Regions from separate parts of the Mus musculus genome. Here regions 2, 3, 4, 5, 6 and 7 are each linked to region 1. The links are chromatin contacts, called in public Hi-C, Micro-C and promoter capture Hi-C maps. All regions are on one chromosome and are shown on one strand. Each heading gives the region's core, a stretch centred on a gene start, on an enhancer-like site or on the middle of the called end of the contact. The rest is flanking DNA. Distances are from core to core; before and after follow the strand shown.

What was found. Promoter capture Hi-C pulls out the DNA fragments that hold promoters and counts their contacts. A called contact is a pair of places that touch in the nucleus more often than the background predicts.
Region 2: a promoter capture Hi-C map of embryonic stem cells shows a contact between it and region 1, with 4 times the contacts expected there. The contact joins the promoter of Serpina3i here to the promoter of Ppp4r4 in region 1. A contact is called at or near these places in 2 of 39 promoter capture datasets (the 3T3-L1 cell line and embryonic stem cells).
Region 3: a Hi-C map of adipose-derived mesenchymal stem cells shows a contact between it and region 1, with 2.8 times the contacts expected there. The contact joins the enhancer-like site here to the promoter of Ppp4r4 in region 1. A contact is called at or near these places in 4 of 484 Hi-C or Micro-C datasets (the HL-1 cell line, adipose-derived mesenchymal stem cells, cerebral cortex and 1 more).
Region 4: a promoter capture Hi-C map of pre-B cells shows a contact between it and region 1, with 3 times the contacts expected there. The contact joins the promoter of Gon7 here to the promoter of Ppp4r4 in region 1. A contact is called at or near these places in 1 of 39 promoter capture datasets (pre-B cells) and 1 of 484 Hi-C or Micro-C datasets (muscle stem cells).
Region 5: a promoter capture Hi-C map of pre-B cells shows a contact between it and region 1, with 5 times the contacts expected there. The contact joins the promoter of Btbd7 here to the promoter of Ppp4r4 in region 1. A contact is called at or near these places in 1 of 39 promoter capture datasets (pre-B cells) and 2 of 484 Hi-C or Micro-C datasets (embryonic stem cells and pre-megakaryocyte-erythroid progenitors).
Region 6: a Micro-C map of embryonic stem cells shows a contact between it and region 1, with 4 times the contacts expected there. The contact joins the promoter of Gsc here to the promoter of Ppp4r4 in region 1. A contact is called at or near these places in 2 of 39 promoter capture datasets (hippocampal neurons and liver), 2 of 484 Hi-C or Micro-C datasets (both in embryonic stem cells) and 1 of 115 datasets of contacts at active chromatin or transcription factors (stem cell-derived neural progenitor cells).
Region 7: a contact with region 1 is called in a promoter capture Hi-C map of second pharyngeal arch cranial neural crest, with 5 times the contacts expected there. The contact joins the enhancer-like site here to the promoter of Ppp4r4 in region 1. A contact is called at or near these places in 18 of 39 promoter capture datasets (the 3T3-L1 cell line, 3T3-L1-derived adipocytes, the C10 cell line and 11 more), 1 of 15 datasets of contacts at CTCF or cohesin (pro-B cells), 10 of 484 Hi-C or Micro-C datasets (the 3T3-L1 cell line, the G1E-ER4 cell line, the HL-1 cell line and 7 more) and 1 of 115 datasets of contacts at active chromatin or transcription factors (astrocytes).

Annotation. Positions count from the first base shown.
Region 1 is chr12:103,530,358-103,534,156 of GRCm38.p6, forward strand. Ppp4r4 (protein phosphatase 4, regulatory subunit 4) reads left to right here and starts at 2,208. Exons shown (of 25, transcript NM_028980.3): 1 at 2,208-2,385; 2 at 3,714-3,787. The coding sequence starts at 2,263.
Region 2 is chr12:104,261,091-104,264,649 of GRCm38.p6, forward strand. Serpina3i (serine (or cysteine) peptidase inhibitor, clade A, member 3I) reads left to right here and starts at 2,032. Exons shown (of 6, transcript NM_001199940.1): 1 at 2,032-2,124; 2 at 3,212-3,345.
Region 3 is chr12:104,063,130-104,066,604 of GRCm38.p6, forward strand. No RefSeq gene overlaps it. Among named protein-coding and RNA genes, the nearest start is that of Serpina12, 20 kb to the left of the region's middle. Within about 2 kb of position 2,047, at least 103 of the 459 cell types and tissues checked have an H3K27ac peak or open chromatin away from gene starts, as enhancers often do. A contact at or near this core is called in the HL-1 cell line and adipose-derived mesenchymal stem cells, where this site is marked.
Region 4 is chr12:102,756,421-102,759,894 of GRCm38.p6, forward strand. It overlaps Gon7 (GON7 subunit of KEOPS complex), which reads right to left and starts at 1,390. Exons shown (of 2, transcript NM_001142938.1): 1 at 1,121-1,390. The coding sequence starts at 1,325. It overlaps Gm20604 (predicted gene 20604), which reads right to left and starts at 1,390. Exons shown (of 2, transcript NM_001142939.1): 1 at 1,121-1,390. The coding sequence starts at 1,325. Ubr7 (ubiquitin protein ligase E3 component n-recognin 7 (putative)) reads left to right here and starts at 1,555. Exons shown (of 11, transcript NM_025666.2): 1 at 1,555-1,758. The coding sequence starts at 1,609.
Region 5 is chr12:102,876,607-102,880,263 of GRCm38.p6, forward strand. Btbd7 (BTB (POZ) domain containing 7) reads right to left here and starts at 1,836. Exons shown (of 11, transcript NM_001377026.1): 1 at 1,610-1,836.
Region 6 is chr12:104,470,948-104,474,681 of GRCm38.p6, forward strand. It overlaps Gsc (goosecoid homeobox), which reads right to left and starts at 2,289. Exons shown (of 3, transcript NM_010351.1): 1 at 1,814-2,289; 2 at 1,046-1,305; 3 at 262-699. The coding sequence starts at 2,168. The coding sequence ends at 544. It overlaps Gm10000 (a long non-coding RNA gene), which reads left to right and starts at 2,583. Exons shown (of 6, transcript XR_381874.2): 1 at 2,583-3,635.
Region 7 is chr12:104,413,408-104,417,161 of GRCm38.p6, forward strand. Serpina3n (serine (or cysteine) peptidase inhibitor, clade A, member 3N) reads left to right here. Exons shown (of 5, transcript NM_009252.2): 5 at 5-922. The coding sequence ends at 199. Among named protein-coding and RNA genes, the nearest start is that of Gm24334, 4.1 kb to the right of the region's middle. Within about 2 kb of position 2,299, at least 100 of the 459 cell types and tissues checked have an H3K27ac peak or open chromatin away from gene starts, as enhancers often do. A contact at or near this core is called in the HL-1 cell line, palatal mesenchyme and uterus, where this site is marked.

The sequences.
Region 1 (3,799 bases), core at 958-3,457:
TCGGTGTTTGTCCCGGGCTATGTACCTCAGCCTGGGAACAGACCGAGACTGCCAGCCGGTGCCAAGCCAGCAATAGTGTGGATTATTTTTTTTTTTAATAATTTCACACAACAGAAGAGTGTGGAATAAGAGGCAGGCCCACGCTGATTGGCAGGAGGTGGGGAAGCATGGACAGCATAACTTACTCCTCTCCCTTCTGTCCCTCTGTGTATGTCCCTGTGTGTGTGTGTGTGTGTGTGTGTGTGTGTGTGTGTGTGTGTATGTGTGTGTGTGTGTGTATACAAGCAATTGAAAGGAAAGGCCATGACTGCTACTAAGTATGGTGGAAGAGAAAGTTTATGCTAGATCTGTAGCAGAGCATAGCCAGAGGCAGGGACCTCTGGGAGAATCCAGAGTGAACATGACCAGATGGAGCTGTGCCATGTGAGCAGGGGGAAGGGCTGGGAGAAGGGGCAGAGGGAACCAGGTGCAGCGGCCAGGTCAAAGGTACAAATAGGGCGAGTAACCAAGATGTCTGGGTTATATGGGGAAGAGCCTCTGGGGGGAAGGGCAGGCAGCCCCTGGGCTGGGGAGTTCAGGGTAGAGGGCAGAGTGTGCTAGCCATACCCTCTAACAGGCAGGGAATGAGGGATGCTAGGAGAACCTGGAGACCAGGTCCGATTGGATGTATCAAATAGGCACCTTGGCCCTTTGTCCTGGCTTTGAGAGCTAATGGTTTGTTTCATGAAGAAGCCAGAGGAAGCTATCCAGTGTCTTGCCCTGCTTTTCTCCGTCATGGTAGGGTCTCTCATGGAAGTGGAAGGCAGATTGCAAGCTCTTGGGGTCCTTTTGTCTTCAGCCCCCACGTGTGGGGGTTACAGGCTCATGCTGGCTTTTTAAAAATTATTATTATTAAATGTGGGTGCTAGGATCTGAATTCATTTCTTTAGAACTGCCCAGCAAGTGTTCTTACTCTTTGAGACATCATGTGTGTGGTGTGTGTGTGTGCATGCCTGTAAGATGGAGTGAGTGTGGAGGTCATTGGACAACTTGTAAGACTCAGTCCCTTCTTTCACTGTGTCCAATGGATGGAACTGAGTGTCAGGTGTGGCACTTTTACCTATGTAAATGGCTGTGCACGTCTGCGTATTGTCAGGCGGTCAAAAGAGGGCCCTGGAATTGGACTTTCAGGGGTTTACTAGTCCCTACAGTAGCGCTAGGTATAGAAACTGTGTCTTCTGGAAGAGGAGCCAGTGTTTTTAACAACTGGGTCATCTCTCCAACCCTTCCCTGTCTTATTTTGACTAGAACCAAATGTAAGCGAGTTGAATCAATGTGCTCCCCTAGAGCAAGAGCAAGGTAGTGCTCCACCGAGGTCTTACACATCTCTTTCTACCCACTGTGCTAAGCACTACCTCCCAGTTCTCTAAGAAGAGCTGCACTCATCATGGCCCAAGTTTTATCCGAAAGGGCTGGCTGTAACCTCTCTTAGTAAATCCTTATTGATTTTTCAGGATTCAGTATAGGTCTTTTTTTTTTTTTTTTTTTTTTTTAAAGAAGGCATTTTGGGACATTTTCCTTCTTCCAACGTCAGGACTGCAGAACTGTATTCGCATATACCTGTCTCCTATCCTCAGGCACACACTAGGCACTAAACCAGCTTGATTTGGCCACTCGAGGGTCCCTAGGCCGGGAGTTGAGTTAGCAGGGGCTTGTCTACACCAGAAGCAGGCCAGCAGAGCAGCCACCAAATAACCAGAAAGTCACTCTCACAGGTGCAGAGGAGCCCAGCACACTGCACACTTCCCCCGCTTCACTCTCATTGGCTCAGCCTGCCCGCGCCCATTTCCCGCCCCCGGCCCGCCTCCTGGCCGCCTGGGGACGCGGAGAGCTCTGCGCACGCGCCGAGGGGCGGGGCTCGCCCCATAAGGGTGGGGCGGGGGCCCAGGGAGCCGGACCAGGGAGCGTCGTTGCGCGGCAGTTGCGTCCTACCTCGCGCGCAGACCCCGGGCGGGGGCGGGGCCGAGGCGGCCGCTGAGGCGGCTCCCTGTTCTGGTCCCGCCCCCTCCACCCGCCCCGCCCCCTCCACCCGCCCCGCCCCCTCGGTGCGCTGCTCTCCGGCTCCCGCCGCGCTCGTGTTCTCGTCGCCTGCGGCCTCTTGCTCTGCTTCCCCGCGGCCGAGAGCGGGACCAGAGAGTCCTTCTGGTGGGCGGCGCGGGGCTGCGCGCGTCCGGCATCCCGGGGCCGCTCGGGCGGGCCGGCGAGGGAGCCCCTCGGCGGTCCATGCATCCGCCGCCGCCCGACGCCGGCGTCGCGATGGATTTCGGGCAGAACAGCCTGTTTGGCTACATGGAGGACCTGCAGGAGCTCACCATCATCGAGAGGCCGGTCCGCCGGAGCCTCAAGGTGCGCGGGACCGAGAGACGCTCCCCTCAGGGCTGCCCGCCGTCCGACTGCCCCTCGGCGCTCCAGCGCCAGTCGCCCTGTCACCGCAGCCGCTTCAGAGCTTCATTCCCTGCCGCAGCCAAGGGTCGGCCTGTCCCTGACCCCTGACTGGAACCAGTCCCTTACCCTGGCTAGAGCTAGCCCTGCCTCCTGACTGAGGCTAGTCCCTTCCTCTGACTGGAGCCGGCTGGGTCCCTTGACTACGGCCAGCCCAGTCTCCGAACTGAAATCAACCTGCCCCTGACTAACTGGAATCAGCCGGGCCCCCCCGACTTGGTCCCCCGACTGCGGCCAGCCCTGCGCCCCACCCGGCTCCGGCCTCCCCCAGGAACGGCCAAGCCGCTGTTCTCGGGGCCAGCCTCCGCAGCCAGCTCCTCAGCCCGTGGTGCTGTCCCAGGTTCTGGTCGCTGGCCCATCCTGGGTTTCACACAGCCCTAGTTCCATCTCTCGCCCGGACGTCTCAGGTCCCATCCTTTCACGGTCCTACCCCCACCTCTGCATAAGATCAAGCTTGGGTCTCCCCGTGCAGCATGGCCTCCTTCACCTTCCAAGGAGAGGCACCCTTCCCAGAGTCGCCCTAGTTTAGGGTTTGAAAGCTTCTCCTCAACCCTTGCCTCCCATCCTGAGTCACCATGCATCCTTTTCCTCCCAGGTCCTCCAGGACTGTAGGCGGGACCCTGCTCCCCAGCCCCCTTGAGGGGAGTCAACCTTCTGTTTCCCCCCCTACCTCGCTCCCCAACCCCGCAGAGTCATCTTTCCAGCCTTGTGGGGTTTCAACCCTCATCCTCACAGATGACAAACCTAGTTTATGGGCCCCTTCCCTACCCTTCTTGCCAGTTCTTCATTACCTTTCTAGAGCCTTTGATTTTCTTTCCGTCTGAGTTCATTCGGTTCCCAACAGGAGCTACAAAGCTTGTCCTTTCTGTTTTATTCAACTCCCCTTTAAAGCATTTCCCAGTGTGGAAAATGTTGTAGCGGCTTGGGGTACTGCGTTGAAGACAAAAAAATATGTGAATATATAGGTAAATATGTTCACATGTGGTATGTATGTGTAATGAAGTTGATTCCATTGAGGTCCTACAGTCTATAAGGCAGAAGAGTACAGATAGTCCCCCCTCTCAGCACTCAACTGGAGATCTGTGTTTAATATGGTGTAGAACAATCCTCAGATTCCAGATTAGTTGTCATTGCTATAATTGTGAATTTTTACCAATAGGGTCTTCAAGGGTCTTTGGGAGCCAACAGTGACCAAATGTTTGTGTGCCTAATTTGCATTTTATCCTTGACAGACACCAGAAGAAATAGAAAGACTGACTGTTGATGAAGATCTCAGTGATATTGACAGGGCTGTTTATCTGCTCAGGTAGGTCTCACT
Region 2 (3,559 bases), core at 782-3,281, 730 kb after region 1:
TCATCACTGAAGGAAATCAGGGAGGAAGGCAAACAAGGCAGAATCCTGGAGGCAGGAGCCTGTGCAGGACCATGCAGAGCTGCTGCTTACTGCCTTGCTTCACATGGCTTCCTCTGCCTCCTTCCTTACAGGACCCCGGCTCATTAGTCCAGGGAATCCACCACGCACAATGGGCTGGGCACACTCTATAAATCACTAAAAAAAATGCTCTGCAGACTGAGACACAGGTTCAAATGTCAACTGAGATACCTTCCTGTCAGATGACCACACTTTGTTTCAAGTTAATGTGAACCTAGCCAGCACTGTGGAAGGGAAAGAGCTGGAACAACCAACTCTAAAATTTGATGTTGAATGTTGTAGATAACTGGAGCCAGCAGAATTCAGCAGAAACACCCAGGAGTCTCAAAAGTGACACTTCAGTTAGGGTGGATAGGACCCTGTGAAAGTGCCCAGTGTTCTTTCCCTGGTTTCAGAACAAAATGTAAGCAAAGAATGTGAAGAAATTAAAGTCTGTGGGTAGGAAGGAGATCTTATTGGGAATCACATTGGCAAGGTTCTCTCTCTCTCTCTCCCTCTCCCTCTCTCTCTCTCTCTCTCTCTCTGTCTCTCTCTCCCTCTCTCCCTCCCTCTCTCTCTCTCTCTCTCTCTCTCTCTCTCATGCCTGCAGGCAGAGAGAAGAAGCAACATCTGAAAGAAGAAAAAAGATTTGAAATGACAGCAGTGTAGGGTGCTTTGAGATGATTCAGGCTATCTGCGTGGAATAGGAACTAGGTCCCTTGCCTGAAGTAGCTGATATTTATGGCAATGTTAACGTTCCTCCTGGTGAACAAGAATACACCATTGGCCATCTTCTTTCCTGGTGTGTGTAGAGCCAACTTGAGGCTTTCCTTAGGCATCAGGAATCCTCCCTGTTAGGACCTGCACTTCCATTTTGGGGACTGCAGCTTTGGACCAAACACATGCTGGTGAATCCCTCACCCCACTGTTAACAAAAAATCCACAGCTCTCATCCTAAAAAGAGTAAGGGATACTTCATTCTAGAGCCAGTTTGCATGACAGTTGTCAGAGAACACAGATTTCCATCACCCAAATTCCATGTTCAATGAGGAATCACTTCTACAAAATCATTATGACTTTACAAAAGAAAGAAAGCCACAAACCTGGGCAAGTTTAAGAGGCATGGGTGGATACCTGAGAGTCAATTGCATCAGCATGGGGAAAGCTTCTCTCTAGACTCAAGTCATCATCTGCTTCCATGCTGCTCCTGGGTTGCAGCTAGCTGGTTGCTAAGTTAATAGATCCTATTGTCACAGGTGTCATTTCTGACACACAGGCAGGTAATGCATGGGTGTTCCATAGAGGTAGAACTTATCACAAGATAAGGTGATAATGAGCCTCTGTCAGGACCTGCCATGCTCCAATCTCTCTACAGAACTGAAACTGTCAACAGCCAGTCAGTCTCTGCAGACAAAGACACCTTTCAGATTTCCTCCACTGCCAGACACAGGCAGCTTCCCTTCAGATGTCAGATAGCCAAACAGTGCAAAGCATGTCTCTGTTTTTTATGTACCCATTCTAGCATGACAGGACACTTATATAGAAGCAGGCTAAAGCCTGTCAACATTGAGGAATGTGTTTATTAATGTGCAAGCTTCCCTATAAAAATGTGCTAGCATGGACACAGAATGGTTTTCTTTTTGAAGTGAATTAGAAACACCAGACAAGTGTTAGCTTTATATCTCCTGGGGAAATGTGGTCTGTGTTTGTGCTCTGTCTTTTTGCCTTCACTACACATCCTTATTCCACAGTCTCCTTTGAACAGTTATAGGCATGGTAGCCACACTAGTTCACCCATTGGTTTGTATTTAGAACAGTAAGGGGTTTTCCCAGCAGGGAATGGCTCTGCAAGATAAAACCTGTAAGTGCTTGTTCCCAGAAATCACCCAGTCTGTCCTTTTCCCATCAGAGCCCAGAGCACAGCTTGTATTCATCAGCATTTCCTAAGAAGTGGGAGGAGTCCTTGGTGGGGGCATGCAGTGGAGAGAACAACAGACCAGGAAGGCAGCAACTCTGACCACCAGGAGCCAGCTATCACAGACACTGGCAGCTGGCTCAGCTCTGCAGGTAAGGCCCTGATACCTTCTCTCTGGGGACAGAAGAAGGCTTCACAGGCTGTGTGGTATTGTCTATGACCAAGGGTTTTGGTTTGGGGAGGGTGAGGATTTTTATCTGGGGCATGAGTTTGGACTCCAGGAACATTTCTGCAGTGCCTGAACATCTTCACTCTTATCTGGGTCTTCATGGCTATGGAAGTTGCTGGTGCCATGAGCTATGCCCTGGAAAGCAAATGGAGCCTGCTCCTTCTGACCCTCCACAGGTCCATACTGAGACCTTGCTAATGCAGGTGCTGATGTAGAAGCCAGGAGGGGACAGGATTGTTAGAGTCCATTTGCAGAGTCAGCACCACTGCCATGCTCCCACCAGACTGCAGAGGCCTTAGGTTCAGGGACCCCACTCCCCTTGTAAATTCCATGGAGCAGAAAGTAGGGCCACACTCTGTCCTAGACAGGGGGATAAGACAACTGCTCAGCTACTGACTCATTTCACTGCTCCACCAACAGAGTAGCCTGTGTTCTGTGGAAATAACCTTGAAATCAAGTATTATCTGATGCTTTTCCAAAGAAATGGTTGCCTCAGTCTGACACAGTGAAGGTGGCTGAAAACCCTGGCTCCTCAGCAGGCATGCCAGTGCCTGGGGACATGAGGAAAAGCCCAAACACCTTTCTCCCCTACTGTCCATTTTCCTAACTCTCCCAGTCTCTTCTCCACCCCATCTTCCCCTTGGCTCCTTCATCCTATCCCCTCAGCCTCCCATCCACCAGCCCATCTGTCTTCCACTTCCACATTCTTTCTTTTCCTTTCCCATTGTCCTCTTTCCTGTCCACTCCTCTCTCTCCCCCTCCCCCTTCCACCCTATGGCATCTGCATTTCCTCTGACCTCTCCTACAATCTGTGCAGAAGCTGAAAAGGAGCCCTGTCTTTAAAAAGATCACAAGCCATCAGTTGTAGTCTTTCATGGTGCCTGCAACTCCCAGGACATGTGTGTATGGAGGAGATGGCCCTTTGGACATTTATCACATTCACTCCCATGTTGAAGATACTATATAATATAGATATTATTACTAATTATGTAACCTGTGCCTTTTGACAGGTTGCCCAGAGATGTCTACTCATCGGATTGCTACTACACAGAAATCCTCAAAGCAAGAATAAAATATGATCCCGGAGGGATAGATTTAGGCTCTACTCAGTTTTCGTCCCATCAGAAAGCCTTTTTGAGCTAAGGTATAAACTACCAGGTGGTACCTTGGTAGGAGTAAAAGAACCTTCCACGATTGGTCCTTCTAATTGGCACCTGTTCTCAGAGGTTCCAAGGCTCTGACACTGAGGCAGAAATCTTCAGTCCTTCCTGTCAATTGACATCCGAATTCCCAGAAACACGCACTGGATCCAGCTCAGTGCAATGACATTTTTTGGACAGGTTGCCTATAGGTTGGGG
Region 3 (3,475 bases), core at 797-3,296, 530 kb after region 1:
AGCTGTCACACAGCTATCTCACCAAAGATTCTGAGTCCCAAGCAGCTCTGCGTGGCTTCCCTAGGAATTAAGGAATTGGCTAGGAATTAAGTACTATTTGTTGCTCCCATTCCTTATGGACCACCCATTGCTTATGTTCATTATTTCAGTGATGTCACCACTGTCCACACGCCACTCCACCCAGACCCTTGACAGTCACCCTAATGCTCCCAGAAGGGCCTGATGTCACCAACTTTCTGGGGCAGCCACACCTCCAAGCCCATTACTGGGCCTTATTTTGGCCAGGCCCTCAGCAGGCATTGTAACACTCACCCAATGAGTAGTCCTTGCCCAGACAGAGTCTCTCTCCTGTCTAAGCCCTCTCTCAGTGCCAAACTCACCTGTCTCCTAAACTCCTCTCATCTGTAGTATGTGGCTTCGAGGCATCTGACAAAGCACAGCACTGGGTGTTGCAGTGTCACTGTCACCAACATGTCATCGTTCTGGCAAGGAGAAGTGACCACCAGGCCATTGCCAGGCTGTGCTTCCTCAGCTGGTGCTGGTGGCCCGTCATCCTTCATCCCTCCAACCTCTGCCTCCACCACCCTATAGCTGTCTTCTCTGAGTTCAAGGTCCCCTTTCTGGAAGGACAATAGCCATATTATCTAGCCATACTAGATTAGGCTCCATCTTATCACCTTGTGATAATTTTCCTGTGCAAAGACAATATTTCAAAATAGGATCCCATCCTGAGGGGCTGGTATATAGGTTAAGACTTCAGCATACCTCGTGTGTGTGTGCGTGTGTGTGTGTGTGTGTGTGCGTGTGCGTGTGTGTAGGGGGTTGCATATCTCCCTCCTAAGACCTACCATGCCTTTACATTCACCTTAATCATATCTCAGTATTCTATTCTTCCAAAGAGCCATCTCCTCTCTGTCCTCATATCTTCAGCAACCACTTAGAATGAAAACGTGGCTCCTGAGAGGGAGCTCATCTCATAAGACTCCTAAGAGTCGCAGGTCCTTACCTAAGCAATGAAGGCAGCAAAGAATGAGTGGGTAGGAGATGCTCCTTAGTGGGGCTGCCTACAAGTTGGACAGGAAGTCCAGGGATGTGTCTTCATAAGTTGTCATCCATACTGGGGTGAGCTTTTTGCTGGTACAGCTGGCTCTAGTCAGACCTGGAGACCCTTGAGGAGCAGAAGAAGGGAATTCAGCCAGGGAAAAAAATCTGGGAGATCCAGTTCCCAAAAGGGCCAGGGTTGGGATCTTGGCTAGGAATTAAGTACTATTTTGTTGCTATTGTTCTTTGATGCAGGGTTTGTTGTGAAGCCCAGGCTGGCCTGGAACTCTCTATGCTCCTGTCTTGGCTTCCAAGTGGAGAACCTGCCAGTGTGTGCTCCGATGGTCACTCAGCACTGTTGAGAATGTTAATTTTGTGTGTGGTGTACATTATAAGCACTCTTCTGAGGTTTTAAATGAGCAAATATTGTCAAAAGTAAGCCAGTCAGCCATTTGATTGACAGCTGATAGACCCTTCCCAGCTTGCAGCTGTTCTCACTGGGGATGGGAGGAGCTATGTTTTTCCTCTCCAATGACTCAGCAGAAAGCCTGTGATTGGCACTGATGAGAAACTCGACAGTGCATATCATCTAAGCTGCGGTTGAATTGGAAGCTATGTGCCAGGGATCCACACGCCCTTTTCTGGCTCTGCATGCAGACTGGTTTTCAGTAGTTGAGGGTCAATATGAGAGGTTTCTTTTCAGTGGCTGTTCCCTGGTGTGGTAGCGTTGGGTCTCAAATAAAGGTTTCTCTACACATCTTTTACTGTCGGCTTGCAGTCTTCATCACAGCCAAGTGGGCTGGGCTGCTTCATGAAGAGCAAAGCCTTCTGGGAAGTTGACCAACAGAGCAGCAGGGAGAAGGCAATTGAAGAGTCAGCAACTGTGCAGTTGCGACCAAGACGCTTCAGAAGATGAAGCTGTGGGAACCACCAATAGTTAGTTAAGGGCTCAGAATCCTGACAGGCAAGGCTCAGGCTAGCACTAGTTCCTTGGGGATGAGTCACTAACACTAACCCTCTGACACGAGTGCCTCTTCTGTCTGGATACATACACTACCAGATTGGGGCTGTGATTCACAATGACTCTTTGTTGCAACATTTTTCTCTAGAAAACTTAAGCCCAAACAAAGCTTGTTTTTATCCAGTGAAGAATGTAACAGAAGGCAGCCCGAGCTACCACTGACAAGATTCTCTCAGCTTCAGAGATCCAGAGAGTGAACCAAACCTCAGAGATGCTGGCCTTCAGTCACTGGCTGGCAGAAGCCCCCCTGCCCCATAGTTCCTACCATGGCCATCCTAGCCAGCAGCCACAGAAGGGCTCTCAGCATTGAACTCTGGAGCAGCTGGGCCTGAGGACCCTGAGAGTGAAAGAAACCAGACTTTGCCAGCCATAGCCATGATCGGCTATAGCCCATGGTGACACTGGACCAGGTCTATGGGTTGATTAAGAACATGTGCAGGTTTTGGTGTGCTTTCTCTCTCCATTTCCAGGTCTGACAGCTCTCTACTGATTGCCCCTCTTCTATGCATAATTTGCATGTACTCATGTACACACACACACATGTATAAATGTACGAGAGAGGGGGAGGGGGAGGGGAAGGAGAAGGGGAGTGGAAGGGGAAGGAGGAGGGGGAGGGAGAGAGAGAGGGAGAGAGGAAGAGGGGGAGAGGGAGAGAGGGGGAGGGGAAAGAGGGGGCGAGAGGGAGAGGGGGAGAGAGGGAGAAGGGGAGAGGGAAGGGGAGTAGGGGAGAGAGGGAGAGGGGGAGAGAGGGAGAAGGGGAGGGGGAAAGGGGAGAGGGAGAATCAGTTAAGGCCCAGCTGACTCTGTATAACTGGGTATATGTGTGATTGGAGTCTGGCTCCAGTCAGACTGAGGCTAAGGCCTAGCCAACAGGGATCTTCGGAAGCGGAAACCTAAAGACTTGAAAAGCATAGTAAAAGAAGAAGGAGGAGAGAAAGAAGGGAGCCCTCAAGCCCCCACGGAAACAACCAGACCTGCCGCTCTAGCATTCAGGACCTGGCAGGGGTGGGAGACCCCGCTTCTTTCTGCAGGGACCCATTCTGTACAGGATTGATCTGCCTGAGGCTTACCCAGGAGGCCAGCCAAGAGTTTCAGAATGAGAGCATTTGCCCACAGGGTTTGGCGAGTACTTTGTGCCCGCTCTCGCCTTCTGTGGCGATCTATACTTTTATGTTTACATAGCTTCATAGATTCGCCTTCTGTGGTGATTCAAAAAGGCAGTGTTTGTCATTGTCTCTGGCCGCTGAACACTCAGTTTCCAGTAGGTGGCGCTGTTTGTTGGGGGTTTGATGAAGCAGCCATGCTGGAAGTCTGTCTCTGAGGGAGGCTTCTCTCCAATCCCAGGTCACTTTCTTTGCGTCATGCTTGTGGTTGAAGGTATAATCTATCAGTTTCCTGTTCCTGCTGCCACAC
Region 4 (3,474 bases), core at 140-2,639, 770 kb before region 1:
GAGAGATGGCTCCGTGGTTAAGAGCACCACCTACTTTTCCCCTGCATGTACGAGGCACCCTCTTGACTATCTGTAACTCTGGTTCCAGGGGATTTGATGCCCTCTTCTGGCCTCCGAAGGCACTGCACATAAGAGGTGTACAGACAAGCATGCAGGTAAACATCCATCTTTAAAAGCAAACAAACCCCAAGCCACCAAAATTAACAGTTAATTTCTACAACAGGAGAGGGGGTGAGAGAAAGTAAGAGGACGGGAAGGGCTGTAGTGCTTTCGGACATTATATAGCCCTTAAACTCTGGCAGCACAAGATGGCAACGTAAACATTCCATCAAGGAAGGGGGGGGCTCATGAGGCGCCACCCCTCTCAGAGGAGCGGTTGGCGGTTAATGGGGGGCGGGGGAGTCATTGTTTTTCTTCAGTGGTCTAGTCACTGCTGTGTTGCCCTAGTTCCAGTAAATATCATACAAATATCCTTAAATAAATCCAGTGACAAAAAAAGGCCGGAAAGAAAGGCGAGGAGCCCTGTCGAGAAGGGTTCAGCGGGGGATAGAGACCATGACCTGAATGCATTAATACATGAATGAAACGATCAATTAATTTAAGAATACCAAAAAGCTAAACTAAAAAGAACTCTTTTACTTTCGAAACAATAGCTACAAAACTGAGAGGGTTAAGATTCCCTAAAACAAAGTGGGCCTCGGTCATTCGAAGCTCTCCTCATTCTGTCAAACACGTTTTCTCGTTTCTAATTTCACTCCTTTCCGTTTTTCAACAACCAGGTCTACCTTCCCGCCCTTTCGGGTCTTCGTGCCAGCTAGCAATGGTTACAGACCGCCACTTTCTCTGCCTATCTTAATCCTTTGCGTTCTTTGCAAGGGAGTCAAGCTGACTTCGTCCGTTGACCAGTCCCTAGTCCAACGCTCGCCACGGTTTTTTTTTTTTTTTTTGGTGGGAAAAGTCGCAAAAACGGGGGGCGGTGGGATATCAGACAAAGAGGGCAGCGAGTTCTAAGGATTTTTAGAAGCGATTGCTCCTCTTCTCCGGGGCTCGCCTTCTCTAGCCTGCCCTTCACACTGCCCGGTCCCGCCAGTGTCCCCCGGCGCCCCGCCCCCGCGCTCACCATCCAAAGCGTCGTCCGGATCTTCCGCCAAGCCTTGCGCGTCCTGCTCCACTAGGGTCCCGAAGAACTCCGCTACCAACTCCTTCATCCGGACCACGCCCGCCGACAGGCTCTGGAGAGGGTCCGCGTCTCCCGACGCCTCACAGGACACTCGTAGCCGCTGCGGCTCCCCGTCACAACCGACGTACTCGCCCGAAAGCTCCATGGCGACCACTCAGCTTCAACAGCGCGCCTCGGAGAAACGCCACCCGGAAGCGGAAGCCAGCCTGCGGCCGGGGCGGGCGGGAGAGGCGAGGAGGAGGAGGAATGACTTCCGATTTCCCGAAATTGGCCCGCCCATTTTCTTCCGTGTCCTTCCTTAGGATTGGCTGTCTGGTGCTCGGGCTCCGCCTCCTCACGGGGCCCCGCCTTCTCGCGACGCCCCTGGCGGCGGCCACTTTTCCCGCCTCCTCCTGGGCCCACGCAGCGGAGCCCGGTGACAGTTGAGGATGGCCGGAGCCGAGAGCCCCACCGAGTGCCAGGCGGAGCTGGAGCCCGTGGTGTCGCTGGTGGACGTGCTCGAGGAAGACGAGGAGTTGGAGAATGAGGCGTGCGCCGTCCTGGGCGGCAGCGACTCGGAGAAGTGCTCCTACTCGCAGGTGCGCGCGGCCCGGCTGCTCCCGCCGTCCTGTCTGTTTCCCGCTGGCCGCGGCCGGGCCCACTCACGGCGGCCCTTTACTCTGTGCTTCTACAGCCCCGGCCCGGCTGCCATTTCATCCTCAGCTTGTCGCCACCAGGGCTGTCCCTCGGTTCCGCTGATGGTACACTGCAGGCTCCGGTCCTCCAGTTGTCGCCTCTTGGTGGCCTGCTTTTCACGAGGTTGTTCTCGTGATCTCTCAAACCCAGATATTCTTCGCTCCACTTCTCCCACCGCCCAAGAATCTTAATTAGGGACCAGATGGGGAAAAGTAAAGGGAAAGTGGGCCGGCTTTGAAAATCTTCCGGTGAGGTTCGGCTTCCGGACACTCCTGTAGTCTAGTTTAACTGCTAGCTGCCCCCACCTCACCCCCTTTCTGGTTAAATGAAGTTTCGTGTGTATGTGCTATGTGACATCCCCTCTCTCTGGGGACTGGAAAGCCAAGAGGAGAAAAGGATCTGTTTGGCATTTGTGGGACCTTTTGAACGAGAGAGTTTGAGGGGCTGAGATGTAGTGTTTAGTGACGCATACTGTACATTTAAGTACTAACGTGGAAAAGGGTGGGTAGGAAGGAAACTTAACAACAAGGATGAGAATTGGTGGAAGGAAACAGGCTAACTATGCCCATGGGTGGAGTGGGAGACTGGGGTAGGAGTGAAGGGACTTGGAGTTATGGTGTGGCGTGGACTGAAGTCATAATACTAGTTGTCTTCGTTGACCAAGTTGGGTTTGCACTGTAAAATTGTTGAATAAATCTTGTATCCCAGAAGTAGTCACAGCATGGTCGCTGGTATTTAAATTTGGAGGATCATTGTTAGGTTTCAAACCCTGGACTCTGCTGTTGTGCCTATTTAACATATCAAAGCCGATGGTGGCCTCCTGGTTCTCCCTGCCCTTCTGTCCCTTCCGGGACTCTCCTGGCAGACATACCCAATCCACTTTCCCAGACTTCTCCAGCCCAGGAGCCGGGCTACCCTTCCCCCAGCTTCCCTTCCCTAAATAATGCAGCCGTTTTGTTTATGCAGCTCTCTTGGGTCTCCTGGCTGTAGCACCTGGCTCCCCATCCCTATCCCCTACCCTTCCTTGCTCTTCTCCCAGGGCCCAGTTCAGAATCTTTAGCCTCTGGACTCTCCTAAAAGTCCTTGCCTCCGAGCTCTTCCTTTTATAGTAAACTTTTTCCTTCAACCTCCCAAGGAACAGGCATGTCCTTTCCTTTTTATTTCTCTTTTTCATTGTGACCATTAAACCACACACCCACCCCTTCATTGGAAGAAAGAAAGAAAGATCCTAAGTCTGTATGTAAGCTCTTTATTAATATACTTATTTTTATACAATACTAACTAAAATTGGGGGTAGGATCTTATGTCCCTCAGATCTGCCTTGAATTTTTGACTATCTTCACTTCCCAAGTGCTGCTGGTATTACAAGTGTGTACCACCATGCTTGGCTTAAAGTCTTGTTTCTGGTGAATTTTGTTTTTGTTTTTTGAGACAGTCAGATTGAGTGGTTCTAATTGGTCTGAAACTCACTATGTAGGCCAGGCTAACCTTGAACTCACAAGGATCCACCTCCCTCCCAAGTGCTAGGATTAAAGGCCTGGTCCTAAGTTTTTGTTTTTAAATAGTCATATCTCTATATAAGTATATCAATAATAATAATTATTTTCTTTTAGTTTTTT
Region 5 (3,657 bases), core at 586-3,085, 650 kb before region 1:
TTAAGGTTAGAGCCAGATACAAAGAACTTGAGACGCTAATCTTAATCATGTTGGGACAGAGAACACTAATAGGAGTTAGGTTTTACAGAACTACAGAAAGAACGAACCCACGCAAGAATGAGCCAGGCTATAATTTGATGAAAATATAGTTATGGACCTAAGAAAACTTCAAGTGAAATGTTACTAAATTTTATTAAATATGGTGTTGGGTGGGCTGGCCTCTTTAGCAGCTATTTTGAGGTAGCTGCGAGGGTCACAGAGAGATACTCGTTTCTGTGTTCAACTTTACTGTGCAACGGCCTAGGGATTGAGCTGAGCAGCGGTGGTGAAAGCTACCCACAAACAGTAGTGCTGGAGTGGAGTGAAAAGAGCTCTTCCTCACCTGCAGAAGCCGAGATCCTAGTTTAGGTCTCACCCCTCCCCAGCTACATGACCCACAGAATCGCACCTTTCCGCGTCCAATTCCCCCACTTTAGAACACGCCCAATCTCTAAAGGTGTTCCTGACTCCAAAATTCCAAGACCAGTCGAATCACAGCTGCTATGAAGAATGTACGGTTCATATAACTTCAAGTCTTTCTTCCAGACTTACAAAGAAGACAATGTGAGTAATGGGTGAGCCATAGACGCTACGCAGAGACAAAAGATAACGTCTGCTGGAAAAGCTAATTTATCTGCAAAAAACGCTTCTTCCTTGCTCCGTCACTGTAAGAAGCTTGAGCCGAGGGGCCAGTGCCCTGGGCCAGAGAACCGAGACTGCTCTGCAAATTCGGCCTACTCCAGAGTACTTATTATGTGTGCTGGTATGGGAGAGGCGCTGTGGTGGTTCAAAGCGGATACAACACTCCTCGGAGTTTCTCCGAAGACGGCGAGAAAGTTCTCACCCTGGAGTGTGAGCGAGAGCGAGAGTGTGAGTGCGTGGAAGGGAGAAACAGCAGAGCAGGAGGGAAGGTAGGCACGCCTTTCGCCAAGTCCTCCCGGGAGCTAAGCTAGCTTAGCCTCCGCGGCTCCAGCCGAAGCTCCGCTCCGTATTGTCTCCCCCACCTACCTGTCAAAGCTCAACGCCAGTCTCGGTCCTCCCAGAGCACTCACTCCGGGACGCTTTCACTTCGCCCGCGGGGAGTGGTCCTCCCCAGGCCTGCTCCCCCCTCCCCCCCAAGCTCCGGCCCTCCCCAGCGGCCTCACGCCCACCCCGCAGCCCGTAAACAGGAGTCCGCGCCGGGTGTGGGTTCCCGAGCGCAGGGTGCGGCGGGTCCCGCCCCTCGCAGCCCGGCGCTAGGGGCTCGTCCCGGCGGCCACCCGGGCGGGGGTGGGGGAGCCGCGCGCCCTCCGGCCCTGAGCGCCGCGCCTCGGTCACGGCCCGCTCGGCGGCGCGCTGTCCGGCCCGCCCCTCAGGGCGCGGGGACCGGGAGGCCCCCGTCCCGCGCCGCCGCCGGCGCGCTGGGCCCTAGACGGCCGAGCTGGCCAGCGCCTCGGCAACCCCGCGGCGTCCGGGCCTCGGCCGAGGCGCCACCACGCCCAACCACCGCCCCTGCCGGCAGCCGGACGTCCCGGGCCGCGCGGGGCCGGCGAGACGGCTCCTCAAGCCTCGGACACCGAGGGACACTCACCTCGGAGGCTCCTCCCGCCGCGACTGCTGCTGGGACCGCTGCCGTCGCCTCCGCCGCCGCCGCCCCCAGCGCCGTCGTCCGCACTGGCGCCAGCCCCCGCGGCCATTCTCCTCCAGCCGCCGCCGCCGCCCTCCCCTCTCCTGTCAGTGGCTTAGGCTCCGGGACCACTCCAGGTTCCCCCCGTCGCCATTTTGACTCCGACAGGGAGCAGGAGGGGCTCGCCTCGCGCGGCCCTGGCGCGCCTGCGCCGCTCTGCGGAGCCGGACGGCCCCGCCCGCCCCCGCTGTCGGCTCGCCCACGTCACGTGACCCGACGTCGGCGCGCCGGCTTGGGGAGGAGGGGCAGGCTAGGGAGGCGCGTTCCCAGGGGCTCAGGCCAAGAGGCGAGTGCGCGCGCATTCTTCTGGCTCTGCCTGCCCGAGGGAGGTGCGAAGGGGCGCGGGGTACTTGTTGCAGCATCCTGCACAGCTCCGGGAATTGTAGCTTGTTATTCTTTGTATCTAAATGGAATAATCATCGCTATGCAGGGGAAGGCCAGTTCCACTGTTTCGTTTCCTCTGGGCAGCCGCCACCCACCGGGTGTTGGCATAAAATGCTTGCCTCAAAAAGAACTGCGATCCGGAGGAAAATTCCTTCCTGGCCGACTTTGCGTTTCTGTGGCTTCTTTTTTGTTAAGAATTTCTAAAACTATTTTGTCTTCTTGGTACTTTTATATGTAGTACTTTGCTAGTTACCTAGTATTTGAGAAAAAAAAGATACTGAAAAGTTTCAGTAACAAAGAACTAGGCTGATGGAATTCACAGTGCCCCCCATGGGAGAGCCAGATCTCTTCCATAAACAGCCCTTGTTTGTGATTTTGCCATAATTACAGCGAGGCAGTAACAAAAACGGCTTACATTTATGGAGTGCCCTACAGTTTTCAAAACACAGTTAAATACATGGTTTCTGTCTGGATGCCAAAACTGCCCTTTGAGGTAGCTGGGACCCGCGTTATTATCACTGTTTTACAGCTAGGGAAGCGGGCAAGCCAAGCCAAGAATCCAGGCAGTGTCCTTCAGGAATTTGCGTTTTCCGTCTTTCCCTAGTCTTTCCTGTTACATTTCTTTTTTTGATAGTGTTAGATTAATTTTTTATGTGTATGAATGTTTTGCCTGAATGTATGTGCGCCACATGGGTGCCCACAGATCCCCTGAACTAGAGTCACAGATGGTGGTATAGTCACCATGTGGGTGCTGGGAATCGAGCCCAGGCCCTCTGCAAAAGCAACAGGTGCTTTAAATCACTGTTCCATGTTTTGGGCCTCTTTATGGTCATTTTAAAAAGGACTTCTGAATAAAAAGCTCCTGTCCTTAGTTCCTCAATAAATTAACTCGATTTAACCTAATCAATTAAAGATTTAACCAGCCCTTAACACTTATTTACTTTCTCAATGGATTGGGGTATGGGAGGGGAAAAGTATTTGTATTGAGACCCATATGTAGCCTAGGCTAAACTTTGGCTTGCTGAAATTGACCTTGAACTGTTCCTAGTTCCACCTAAAGCACTGGGATTACAAGGGTGTGTATCATCAGGCCCATCAATCCACTTTGCTTGATGACCGACTTCGTTCAGTTGACTGTGTGCAACATTGCTGATATATGGGTCATGATAGTCAAGTTAGAGCTTGTGGAACTTGGTCCAATAAATGTACCCTTTTCCACTTCTCTGGGAGATGGATTTGAAATTTGCTTTTGAGGTTCCATGCCCTTGGCTCTCTATGAATAAAAACTGTGTTTTGCAAGTCTGTTTTTTTTCTTCTTCTTCTTTTTTCCTGGTTGGTGGTATGTTGTATACAGGTTTAGATAAGTTTCAAAGGATAGAAGCAATGAAATTTTGTCATGGGTTTGGCTTCTGTAGGTTTTTTTTTTTTTTTCCTGTTTTGTGGTAAAAAGGGTTCCAGCCCCTTCTTTTTCTTTTCTTTTCTTTTCTTTTCTTTTCTTTTTTCTTTTCTTTTCTTTTTTTCTTTTCTTTTCCTTCCCTTTCTTCTTTCCTTCCTTCCTTCCTTCCTTT
Region 6 (3,734 bases), core at 1,039-3,538, 940 kb after region 1:
ATTTCGAAAGCAGAGGTCCCCGAGTGGGTGGCTGAGAAGGGGCTCTGAGGAAGCTTCAAGGAACTAAGGAATGATAGAAAAGGTGAAGCTTTCAAAAGCCCGGCCTGCACTCCCCACCCCTTCCCGAAGACCCAGGATACCCAGCGCAACCCAGTCCTACCTCCCAACCCCTACTCTGCTGCTTTTAATTGCCTTCTGCATCGCAACTAAACAGATTTCTTTCCTAGGCCTCAACTGATGGCACGAGGGTAGGAAATACAACATGGCTGGTCTACATTGCCATCACTTTATTGTATTGTCACCGTTAACTTAACTATAAATACTACGGTGGGGGACGAGGCTCACGCAGGCAGCCCGGGACAGTGGGGCTGCGGTCCCCACGCGCCTGTCCCCAGCAGTCCTGGGCCTGTACATTATTTACAGCTAGCTCCTCGTTGCTTTCTCGACCCCCTCCCGCAAGGCAGGGTGTGTGCAAGTAGCATCGACTGTCTGTGCAAGTCCTTGCGTCAGGCAAGCGCCCCGGCCGGCCCGCGGCCGCGGCCGTCAGCTGTCCGAGTCCAAATCGCTTTTACCTTCCTCTTCCCTCTTCTCCGGCGAGGCTTTTGAGGACGTCTTGTTCCACTTCTCGGCGTTTTCTGACTCCTCCGAGGAGGATCGCTTCTGTCGTCTCCACTTGGCTCGGCGGTTCTTAAACCAGACCTGTTGCGCAACCAAACAGTGGTGACCTAAAGGCTGCTGCCCACCGACACCAGGGCACCGGGTGGCCCCGCGTGGCCAGGGGACAGCCTGACCGTGGAACCTTAGCCTGGCAGGGAGAAATCCGCAGGCAATCGCTGTGCTCAAGACCAACAAAAGGAGAAGCACCCTCCACGCTTCCTCTTTTCCTTCTTGGGCCTAAAGTACCCTCGGGCAGCCTCCAGGCCACAGCCTCTGGGATGCTCTTAGAGTGGCCACATCCCAAAGGAGGACCCGGCAAAAGCCGCGTGCAGGGAAGGACCGCTAGACGCCCCCACCCCAGCCCACCCCCGCTGGGGCTCTTGCCTACCTCCACCTTCTCCTCCCGAAGGTGCACCTTCCTGGCCAGCTGCTCCCGAGTGCCCACGTCTGGGTACTTCGTCTCCTGGAAGAGGTTCTCCAGGGCTTCGAGCTGCTCATCGGTGAAGATGGTGCGGTGCCGCCGCTTCCGCCGACAGTGCAGCTGGTTGAGCAGCTGCAGCTCAGTGCGCGACAGCGTGCCCACGTTCATGTAGGGCAGCATCTGGTGCGGCACCGGAGACACCAGTACAGAACCGGGGCCCTCGTAGCCTGCGACAGAGAGAGGGACGGGAGTCAGTCATCCTCCCTCGGCACCGTAAGCCAACCCGCTCGCTGCCCTCGCTCACTTAAAAATAAAAAAAGTCTGCAAGGGGCGCTATGTCTTTGGGGGGCACCGAGACCAGGGATGCCCAGACGTGGAAGGAGCGTCTGCCTGCACACATCCAAAAGCCAGTTCAGGCACTTTAGAATCTCCCCGCGTCCTCACTTCATTCCCGCGCGCGCGTGGAGTCGCCCCGAGACTCCCGGTGACTCGGCTTTTTAAACTCTAACCTAAAGTTTACAGTAGACGTATGCAAAGTCCCCGTACCCGGTGACCCAAAAATATATTAATTAATTAAAAGTAAAAGATAAATAAATAAATGGGAGAACGGGGAAGGCTTGCAAAGGGAGAAAGTTGGTGCCAGGTGAGTAAAGCAAGCAAACCGCGCGTCCATGCCCCGGCAGCCACCGACTGCCGCAGTGGCGAAGGCCGGCTCGCGAGCGATCGCGACCCTACCTGGGGGCGTCGGGACGCAGGAGCACTGCTGGGCGCCCAGCGGCGGCACAGCCCCGCAGCAAGCCGGGCCCACGGGCGCCGCCTGCACGTGCAGCTGCCCGTAGAAGTAGCTGTTGTAGCCCAGGCGGGAGCTGCCGACCGCGGCCGGGAGGCCCGCGCCTCCGGGGGCCACAGGGCGCGGGTAGAAGGCGCCGTAGTCCGAGGAGGTGCCGCCGCCGGCGCCGTAGAGCGAGTCCCCGTGTAGAGCCGGGAAGACCACCGGAGCCGCGGCGCTGGGCGCCACCGGGAGCACCGCGTCTTTGCAGCGCGGCCGGGCGGCCAGGATGTTGTCGATGCTGAACATGCTGGCGGGCATCCCCGAGCCCCGCGTCGGGACCGGGGGGCGGCGGGGACGCGCCGAAGAAGAAGAAGTCTCCAAGTGGTGTTGTTTGGGGTGGGGGTTGGGAATTGTCCCACTCTCTGCTCCCGCGGGCGAGCAAACCGAAAGAGAGCGCGGGCGAGCGCGCAACTCGCGCCCCTCCCCGCCCCCTGCGTCCGAACTCCCTCCTCCCGCCCTCTCCTCCCCTCGCCGCCGCCTAGCTGAACTCAACCCGCGGGTAGGACGCAGCTCCGACCGGCTCAACCTCTTGTTGGTTTTATACTGAGTCGACGTCATCCTGGATTTAGTTCCTGGTAATATGCAGATGACAAACAGAACCAGATTTGGTCCTTTTCTTTTCCTTTGGGTGGTGTGGAATGGGGAGGTGGGGGTGGGCGGGGGGCGCTTGCAGGGGAGGGGGAGAGATGCCAAGAGGAGGGGGGCCACAGGGCCTGAAAAAGATTGTGGATTGAGAATTAATGAAATTAACCTAATCTTTTCCATTCGGCAGCCCCGGCGCGGCCCCGGCCTTGCTGGGCGGGCGGCCTAATTGCCCAGGTTAATCTTATTAATACTATTGTCCTGCCGCCGTTAACAACTCCGCCGCCGACCTCTCCGCCCCGACCCTTTTCTCTCTATTATGGGGTGCGATTTCCTATGGTTGTAGCTCAAATTCATTGTGGCTAATTTTACTTTAGGACTACTTTTTACTCTCTTTCGGAATCTGTTTGCTTTTAAGAAATGAGGGTGGCTGTGTCCTCCCTCAACTAAGACTGAAAGTGCCCCCCCCCCGCAGCCAACCCCCTACCCCGTGAACTCACTGCCTAATTTCACTTCTCCACCCCCCCCTCCGTCTCTTTCCCAAAATCTTTTGTTTTTGCGAAAGCCAAATTTTCTCAGAGCAAAAACCATGAAAGTAGAAACGCGTCCGCCTTCGTACAAGTTGTCTTTTTTCTTCTTCTTCTTCTTAAAGCGGTCACTCTGGGTCTGAAAACTACCCTGACTCTCCCTAGCTCCTAACACACCAGTGAAGAGCAAATTCAGCCAGTCTTTAAAATTCACCACCCAGAGGAGCGCTCTGAAGCGATGCTTCCAGAGGCTTCCCGCGTGGGTGCCGATAGGTTCTGTGTATTTTTGATTATTAGTCTGGGAGAAGGGGTGCCTTCCCCCCCCCCAAAAAAAATTTTTTTGGCTTTAATTCTCGTGGGATCTACCGGGACTGCCTGTCTCCTTTCTCAACATATTGAGTGGCGTCCCTCTCTCAATCAGCGAGCTCTCCGAAAGGCCTCTAGCTGTCCTTCCAGGCCCGCGCTGGCCTCCGGGGGACCCCAGCGGCCTGGACAAAAGTCGGGCCACTGCGGGCGGCCGTGATGATTTGCGGGATTCTCCGTGAGGCACGGCCGAACCGCGGGAGGCGCAGCCAGCCTAGATCTGCGCGCTGGCGGCTGGGCGACCTGCGGGAAGGTAGGCGACCCTCTGGGCAGAACGAAAACAGAGGCCCAAAGTCGTGCGTCCCGGTGCCAGCCCGGGAATTGCACCGCCATCGCGCAGGCCACTCTCCAG
Region 7 (3,754 bases), core at 1,049-3,548, 880 kb after region 1:
ACAGGTGGTCCACAAGGCTGTGCTGGACGTGGCTGAGACAGGCACAGAAGCAGCTGCTGCCACTGGAGTCAAATTTGTCCCAATGTCTGCGAAACTGTACCCTCTGACTGTATATTTCAATCGGCCTTTCCTGATAATGATCTTTGACACAGAAACTGAAATTGCCCCCTTTATAGCCAAGATAGCCAACCCCAAATGAGACTAGAACTCCCCAAGTGTTGACGCTTCTTCCCGGGAGCCAGGCATTGAGCCTGTCTGTGGGTCTCCATGTGCATTTTGGCTTCCATGCTCTGCTTGGCCTTGGCATGCCTGGATTAGATAGTGACTAACTGTGTTATAACCTCATGCACAGACATCCCTGTGGGAAGTCAGTGCCATGCTCCCAGACTTCTTGGTAGCACTAGCCCATGTTCCTGAGCCTGAAATTTGTCTTGTCCCCTACCCCTGCTCTCTCCCTGTATCTGCCTCCACCCAAAAGCCTGGGCCCCATCAAGTAAGCTCAGTCCCAGTTTAGACTCTGGTTATGTCTCCCTTCAGCCTTGCTGTCTTGATGGGACTGTGCAACCTTACAGGCCAACCCATATGGACCAAGAGGAAAGCTTGCTGCCCCGTGTCTATCTGCAGCATCTAGGACTACTTGGTGCCCAGTCTGCCTCACTCTTTCACTTCTCCAGGCTTTGCCTCCAGCACTGCCCCCCTGCAGGATCTCCTCACTTTGTCCACATCTGGCACAGAGTTAGAGCCCTCACTTCTGCAGCTGCATGGGGCCTGTGGGTCAGAGCAGCTCCTTTCCCCTGGCACTCCTACTTAGAACAAAGTAGCCTTTCTTTTAGTTCCCAGCTGACCAACCTCACACAAAAGAGGAACACCACCAACCAGAATAAAGAGGTAGGAGCAAAAGATCAATAAACATATAACTGCATTGAATGTAGCAGTGTTCTCTTGTTGGCAAGGGGTAGCCTCTAATGACAACAGGCACATAGAGATTGTCACTCACACTCTGTGACTCCTGGGATGGCCCTCTGGCCTCTGTGCTATTATGAGTCCCTTTATGGATGAGGAAACTGAGGCACAGAGAAGCTTAGCCATTTCCCCCGACACACAGCTAAGTTATTATGGTATTCCAAGTTTGCTGACGCCTCAGACACAGCCAACCTTCACCAAGCTGAGAAGTCTGTTGTTCCTAAGGCTTGACAGTGGTGGTGAACAGGTGGGTGATAAAACAAGACTCTGGATGCTTTCAAGACGGCACAAGGGGCCTGGGACCAGGATGTGAGCTCTGTTCTAAGGTCTAAGTATTTCTGCTCAGATGGAAGGTATCCTGGGACAGAGGCCAAGGTGCTTTCGTGTGGGCTGCTGGGTGGTGTCCAAGGAGAATCCTGGGAGCCTGGAAACAGCCAGAGGCCTGCAGGCAGAGGGAAAGCTGTCCAGGTTGGGATACATTTGAGTCTCAAGGGACCTAAGAACACACACTGACAGGTGGACCTGTGGTCAGCAGAGAATCACACTCATACACACACACACACACACACACACACACACACACACACACACACACATGATCCCTTCCCTGGCCAGCACTGAGATGCTACACCATTAAGACCTTGGATTGAGATAAGAATGGGGGCCTCTATTGAAAGCAGCCCAGTATCCCAACCATTACAATGTGCCTAAGTGTCAGTTGAGACCTTAAACTGACCACCACATGCACTCCATGGGTACTGACATGATCCAGCTATATCCCTCCATCCTTTCTGCTCTCAGACCAGGTGTCTAAGGAGCCTGGTGCTGAATGCATCTAATGCTGCCTGTGAGATGAGCTGGGTCTGGAACCTGTGGCCAAAGTCTGAATCTACCTCTCATGCGAGTCTAAAACCTAGATATTAGGGTGTACTTCTCCTCATTCCCTAGGGGCAGAGTGGTCCCCTGTCTCTTGGCCAGTAAATTGCCTTGGTGATGAACCCTCTACAGCACTGTCCTTCTAGGTGATGTGTGGTTGTCACAGCCTAGGAGAGCTAGAATTCCAAGCCTTCCTATGCAGCAGTAGGAATTGGAGAATGGTGCATCGTCCTTGGAGAGGTTGATGCAGCAATCTCACTCTAGGCAGGTACTCAGAGGAACAGGAAGCAAGGACATGGCAGGCACTGCAGCCAGCGTCCACCATGCTTCTCATAGCTGGCAAAGGGCTTGTGAATCAAGGGTCCCCCAACAGATGCATGAATGAGCAGAGTTTGCTCAGGCCACACACTATTACTACATTAGACAAATGAGGGCGGTGCCATTTCCTACACTCTGTGTGTGAGCCTGCCAATATGCTCACAGGGAAAGAAGCCAGACACAGTAGGGCCTGTGTGATGTGAGTCACAGACATGTGATATCCAGAACAGGAGGATTCGTGAGTATAAAGGATGTTCTAACGGTTGTCAGGAGCTAAGGGGAGGAGGGAGGGGATGACTCATCAATGGGCATGCAATCTGTTGAGCAGTGACTAACATAGCTTAAAACTAGACACTGGAAAACCTTCCTAGGCAGGAATGAAATGTGAGACCTGAGGGAGGTTCTCTGAGCTTTAAGGATGTGAAAGGGCTGGGCAGCAGAGGAAAGGCCCAGCTGCAGGGGAACTTTTGTCAAAGATGGAGTCGCAGACACCAGGCTCTGCCCAGAGTCTGTGGGGGTGGGGAGTAGAGCTCCTCTCTGTCACCTCCAGGCCTGCTGAGGAGGACTTGGCCAGCTGCAATCCCTCCTTGCCACTTCCCTGGCTTTGTCCTTTCACAGCGAGGAGAAATAGAAGCACATTTTAGTATCCTTTGGAACATTCCACCTTCTGGGGCCAAGGAGGAAAAATCTGACAGGGAGTTTAAGGTCAGTAGGGCAACCTAGTGAGGCGCTGCAGCAAAACAAAAATGTAAGAAGAGGGTTGTGCACACGTGTACACACATACACATTCACAAACACACAGACACACATTACACACCTGCTCAGGAATGACTCAGTGCTAGGGCATTTTCTATGTACCAGGTTCTGAGTTCAAATTCCAGTGTTCTCCCCAAAAGAAAAACCCATCTATGAAGACTGTGGATGTAATTAGTGACAGTTTTACTGTGGTCCAGGGTCACCATTTTGGCTTTTCTGTCACTGACAAGCAGCTTGAGGGATTTTATTGTTTGAGGAAAGGGCTGTGTATAGACACCTAACCCACCCAGCTCCCTTCATCTGACAGCTGTGCCACACTGAGAGCTCCCAGAACTATATGGGGGAGAAGAGGAAAAAAATTCTTGTTTGTTTGTTTGTTTGTTTGTTTGTTTGTTTGGATTTTGGGAACCTTTTGTTGTTGTTGGTGGTGGTGGTGGTTGTTGTTGTTGTTGTTGTTGTTGTTGTTGTTGTTGTTGTTTGAGACATGGTTTCTCTGCATAACTCTGGCTGTCCTGGAACTCACTCTGTAAACCAGGCTGGCTTCAAAGAGATGCCTCTGCCTCTGCCTCTGCCTCTGCCTCTGCCTCTGCCTCTGCCTCTGCCTCTGCCTCTGCCTCTGCCTCTGCCTCTGCCTCTGCCTCTGCCTCTGCCTCTGCCTCTGCCTCTGCCTCTGCCTCTGCCTCTGCCTCTGCCTCTGCCTCTGCCTCTGCCTCTGCCTCTGCCTCTGCCTCTGCCTCTGCCTCTGCCTCTGCCTCTGCCTCTGCCACGAGACTTGGGATTAAAGGCATATACCATCATTGATCAGCTTTGAGAAATTCTTAAAAAACAAGAATATGTAGCA